Linked DNA regions of Sus scrofa: region 2 is linked to region 1. A link is a contact called in public HiChIP or PLAC-seq data. All regions are on one chromosome and are shown on one strand. Each heading gives the region's core, a stretch centred on a gene start, on an enhancer-like site or on the middle of the called end of the contact. The rest is flanking DNA. Distances are from core to core; before and after follow the strand shown.

Evidence for each region. HiChIP or PLAC-seq counts read pairs in DNA pulled down with a chosen protein or histone mark.
Region 2: an H3K27ac HiChIP or PLAC-seq map of alveolar macrophages shows a contact between it and region 1. The contact joins the promoter of C6H18orf21 here to the promoter of INO80C in region 1. A contact is called at or near these places in 1 of 47 Hi-C or Micro-C datasets (embryonic fibroblasts) and 2 of 2 datasets of contacts at active chromatin or transcription factors (alveolar macrophages and skeletal muscle).

What each region holds. Positions count from the first base shown.
Region 1 is chr6:119,284,359-119,287,180 of Sscrofa11.1, reverse strand. INO80C (INO80 complex subunit C) reads left to right here and starts at 1,329. Exons shown (of 5, transcript XM_003356408.4): 1 at 1,329-1,714. The coding sequence starts at 1,559.
Region 2 is chr6:119,733,882-119,736,679 of Sscrofa11.1, reverse strand. C6H18orf21 (UPF0711 protein C18orf21 homolog) reads right to left here and starts at 1,292. Exons shown (of 5, transcript XM_003356410.3): 1 at 847-1,292; 2 at 743-765. The coding sequence starts at 923.

The sequences.
Region 1 (2,822 bases), core at 80-2,579:
AGAAGAGATGATGGTGGCTGGCCTGGGGTTACAGTGCAATAGGCAAAGGGGAAGAATCAAGGATGGCTCCCAGGTTCTTGGTTTGAACAAGTGGTGGATACTGCTGGCATTTTCTGAGCTAGGAAGCACTGAAGGAGGAGTGTGTTTTAGAGAAGCAGAGAGGATGATGAATTCTGCTTTTGCCATGCTGGATGTGGGATGCCTGTAAGCATCTGAATTTATATCTAGGCAAGGAATTTTGTATCTGAGTATACATCTCTGGAGAAAGACCCAGATAAGAGATGGAAATCTGAAAGCGAACTGTATTTAGGTGATACCTGAGGCCCCTTGAGGTGGTTGAATGTCTGGGGAGAGTATAAACTGAGGAGGGCAGGAAGCAACAAGAAACTCTCCATATAAGGACTGTGCAGGAAGAGCTGGTTCCAAACCTGGCTGACCGTTAGAATCACCTGGGAAACTTTACAAAATGTTTATCTGCTGTGAGGGGGTGTGTCTACATGACCCATATTTTGAAAAAAAAAAAAAAAAAACCCAAAAAACAAACAAACAAAAAATTATAGTATGATTAGAAACCATTTGGTAGAAGAAAATTGTCAAAGAGAGGACCAGTGGTTAGGAAAGAGGAAAATAAAAAAAATGATGGTGTTCTAGATCCGGGGGATGGGAGGTGGGAGGGTGGTTCAGAATGAAAGGGATCAGACAAAAGCAGGACTGAATTTAGCAATGGGAAACCAGATGTGGTGCACCCACTTGACTGACCCCTTACGAGTAGGGGATTGGTGTGTAAACGCAACAAACATTTACTGAGGGATCACAGCAAGGTGCCCTCAGAGAAGCAAGCACAGGTGGGCATAGAGGAGGGCAGATTAAAGGAAGGTGCCTCGGGTGGCAGAATAACAAGGGAGAGGGGTGTTTCATTGAGGTTCATAAATAGGTTTTAGCAGATCTGTGACCTGCTGAAATCTGTAATGTAAGATTATGTCTATGCCCGTATATTGTGGGGGGGGGGGGCTGAGCTAGTCAAAGGGGTCAGTGGCCTCTAAAAAGTTAAGAATCACTCTACCCTTCAAGTCCATCTGGGCACCATTGAAACACAGGCTTCTGGGCGAGAAGGCCACGACCAAGGGAAAAGCTAGCAGCGTGATGGTCGGTCTACTCCACACAGAATCTTACCTTTACACTTACAGATATCAAAAGTGATCAATCTTCTGACTTAATGTGAGAAGAGATTAACTTTAAAAAAATCCAATTTTTTAAAACAGATGGTGGTACTTTCTACTCCTCAATCCCTGGGGGCTTCCAAGCACGTGCCCGGGTTCGGAGCGCGGGCGGAGCAACACGAGGCTGGCTGACGCGTGGACGCCCTCCCGCCCGGAAAGAACTGACTGCTCCGAGCTCCGCCTTTTAGATTTGGCCGAGAGAAGTCGACGCAAGCTTTCAGAGTCCAGGCCGGGTTTTCAAAAGCGTAAGACGGAAGTAACCGAGGGCCGGAAGTTTCACGGTCCGCACAGGGACAGAAGTTGGGGGGGGGGGGCGGAGAGGAAGGCTTGGGGTAGGAATGGCGGCTCAAATCCCAATTGTGGCCACCACTTCCACTCCCGGGATACCCCGGAACAGCAAGAAGAGGCCGGCCAGTCCTTCCCACAACGGCAGCAGCGCCGGAGGCTATAGCGCCAGTAAGAAGAAGAAAGTGTCCGCCTCTGGCTTTGCGCAGGTACCCTGACACTCGCTTAGCTTGCGCGTGCGCGGGGCTGGGCTGGGGCGGGATGAAGGCGCCTGGGAGTTCGGCGGGGCGGGGCACGGCGTGGCAGGGCGCAGCGCATGCGCAGGGGAGTGCCGCCGTACCTCTTCGGTAGAACCTTGTCTCTGGTGTAAATGAAACACTTTATTTTTCCCTTAGTTTGACTCTGTGGGAGTAGGTTAAAGAACCACCAGCGTTGCATTGTTCTTGAGGAGAGCGGGGGGTGGGGAAGTTGTTGTTGCCCTAATAGGCCGTCCCTTTCCGTCGAGGTCGCGTTTAAAGCGAGGCTTAGGACTTTTCTTATTTAATGTGAGTTTTAATCAAGCAGAAGTTCCCGTGTATCAACTTTGTCCATTCTACAGCCATTTACCGAATGCCTGTGAGGTGCAGAGCGCCGTAATGAACCGCGTGAAGGAATACAAAGAAGTTCTGGCACGGGTGATTCCCCTCATCCTCAAAGTGCTTTTGTGACCCTCAGTCTCCCTGTCCAAAAGTGGGTTTGGTCTTAACCTCATGGGGTTGTTACGAGGATTCAATAAGATCATGGTGATAAAGCTCTGAGCACAGCTTCTGACACAGACTTCACCAGTTGAGGTGGCGGCGCGGGTTCTTTTTACAAAGGTGTCTACCTATGTCTACCATCTAGATCAAGATAAAGAGCATTTCCAAGGGCCTTTGAAAATTCCCTGGTGACCCTTTCCAGTCCATACTCTTTTCTCCCTGTCAGAGGTAACCACCACTCTGACACCTCTCACCAGATTGACTTTGCCTTTTTAAACAGAATATGTATAGAATCATAGCAGATTCTTTTTGTGTCTGTTTGGGCTTTCTCTATAAAACAAGGTTTTTGAGAGTTATTTCATTCATGTTATTACCTGTTTTGGAGCATCTAGTATATTGTGTGAATATACCACAACTGATGGACATTGGAGTTCTTGATAGTTTTTGCCCTTATGCATAAGCTGCCCTGAACATTCCTATACACATCTGTGTAGATAAATGCTTTCATTTCTCTTGGGTAAATGGATAGTCGTGGAATTGCTGGATCATAAGGTGGACACACTCACAACTCCGAAATTGT
Region 2 (2,798 bases), core at 43-2,542, 450 kb before region 1:
AGCCCAACATGGTATCCATGAGGACGTAGGTTTGATTCCTGGCCTCACTCAATGGGTTAAGGATCCAGTATTGAGTGTAGGCTGCAGATGGGGCTTGGATTTGGTGGATTTGGTGTTGCCATGGCTGTGGCTTGCGGGGACAGCTGCATCTCCAATTCTACCCCTGGCCCCTCAGAAGTTCCATATGCCTCAGGTGCTGTAGTAAAAAAGGGGGAAGAAAAAAAGGCATCTGGATGAGTCTAGGATTCCACAGAGTGGTCTAGATTGGGGATATGAATTTGGAAGACCTCAGTATTCAGAGTTTAAAAGCCATGAGACTGGATGAAATATTGTCACCAAGGAATTGAGTGTAGCTAGAAAAGATGCCCAAAGGTTGAGTCCTTGGGAACTCCAACATTTGTAAGTTGGGGAAATCAGCAGGAAGGAGAGGTATTGGCTAAAGAAGTAGGAGGTGAACTTTGTAATGACCTGGAAGCCAAGTGAGGAAACTATTTCAAGTAGACTGATCAAAGCGTCAAGTGCTGCTAACAGGTCAGGAAAACTAAGGCACGTTAAGCAATTTGGATTTTTTTTTTTTTTTTTTTTTTTTTTGCGAAACTGAGACGCCTGGCCGAGGCGGGATAGGAGGTTGTGATGGCAGAGAATGGATCAGATTTTTTTTGGACCATTCTGAGCGCTGTGCAGAATGGAGGGGAGCGAGGCGACGCAAGCCTGACCCATAACGAACGGGCGTCCTCCCTACCGTGTGACGAACTGTAGGCCCAGCTGCAAAAGAGAAAGAGACTCATAAGGGACTAGTTCACACCCTCTCGCCTCCCGCTTCCCCGTCCTCTTTCCCTCTCTTACAGGAGATAGCGGGCCTGGCCCGGGCAGCTATCTTGTAGTTTCCATGCCGCAGCCTCAAGGTAGTGCTTCTGCCTCATCGTCACCGCCAATTCCACATCTCTGATACGCAGGGACGCAAAGAGACTCCGAAAGCCGGCTGGAAACTTTGACGTCAGGATCCGAGCTCCCTCTGGAAACAGGCGCCCTCAGCTGAAGGGTTCCGGTTCCTTTGCGTCCGGTCCCCTGCGCTGGCCCGCCCTCCCTGCGCCGGGCCCGCCTCCAGGTCCCTAGCGGTCCTCGCTGGCCAGGCGCGGATCGCTTAGTACAAGAGGCTGTGCGGAGCAGCTTGATTGGGCCGGGGTGGCTAGGTTGAAAGCCGAGTCTGACGCCTGCTTCTGGTCTTTATCTGATTGATAGCCTCCTCTCATACCGGTGGTCATTTCCTCAACCGCCATCGCCCCCTAGATTTTCAAGCCCGGGCACTGACTTGCACCCGGGTAGGCGGAAGCGAGGCCCGCAAGGGGGCAGCTGCGAGAAGCGCGGTTTCTGGTCTCCAGTCCAGCCTGCTCTGGGCAGGTGCACTAGCGAGCTTATTTTATTTTATTTTTTCCTGCTTTTTTTTCTTTTTTTTTTCTTTTTGCCATTTCTTGGGCCGCTCCCGCGGCATATGGAGGTTCCCAGGCTAGGGGTCGAATCGGAGCTGTAGCCACCGGCCTACGCCAGAGCCACAGCAACGCAGAATCCGAGCCGCGTCTGCCACCTACACCACAGCTCGCCGCAACGCCGGATCGTTAACCCACTGAGCAAGGGCAGGGATCGAACCTGCAACCTCATGGTTCCCAGTCAGATTCGTTAACCACTGCGCCACCACGGGAACTCCCCCATCCTACTTCTGTGAGGTGATCAGCATTAACAGTTGGGTGTCTCCTCCTTCTATGTCCTTACACACATAAGCACATGTACAAATGTATAAATATCCTCAGTTTCCACATACACACAACAACAACAACAACAAAAGATACCGGGAGTTCCCATTTTAGCACAGTGGAAACAAATCAGTGGGTTAAGGATCCTGCATTACCATGAGCTGTGGTGTAAGTCTCAGACATGGCCTGGATCTCATGTTGCTGTGGCTCTGGGATAGGCTGGCAGCTGTAGCTTCGATTTGACCCCTAGCCTGGGAACTTCCATATGCCTCCGGTGTGGCCCTAAAAAGCAAAAGACAAATAAACAAACACCCCCCCAAGATACACACAAAAAAAGAAAACCAAAAATAGAATGGTTTACTACTCTTACATTTTTCCTTAACAATAGGTCACAGACATCTCTCCAGGTCAGTTTATGTAGTTTTCAATAAGCTTTTAAAGAGCTGACAATATTACAAAATGTAATGAGCTGTAATTTATTTAACCACTTCCTGTTGATGAACATTTAATTTTTTTTCAGTGATTTGCTAGTTCAAATAGTGAAGCAGCAAAACTCACGAATGCTTTTTATTTCTTTTCTCTAAATTCCTAAAAGATAAATTACTGAGGGAAACAATATCCACATTTTAATTTGCTGGATCATCCAAAAAAGATTGTAGCAATTCACATTCCCAGTATCAATGTCTGAAAAAGCTGATTCGAATTGGATCCGTGAAAATGTAAAGATCATTAGTTCACTTATCAGTGGAATCAAGCCTCTATTTATTTCTTATGGCTTGCATTTTCTTTTGTGAAATGAAATCTTCATTAAATTGTTTATCAATTTCTAGGAGATCTTTGTATTTTAGAGGAAATTCATCCTCTTCTTGTCATTTATAAAGCAATGTTTCCTTACTTTATCTCTCTCTTTTTTTTTTTTTTTTTTTTTTGCTTTTTTAGGGCTGCACCCGAGGCATATGGAGGCATATGGAATCGGAGCTACAGCTGCCAGCCTACACCACAGCCACAGCAATGCAGGACCTGAGCTTCACCTGAGACCTACACCAC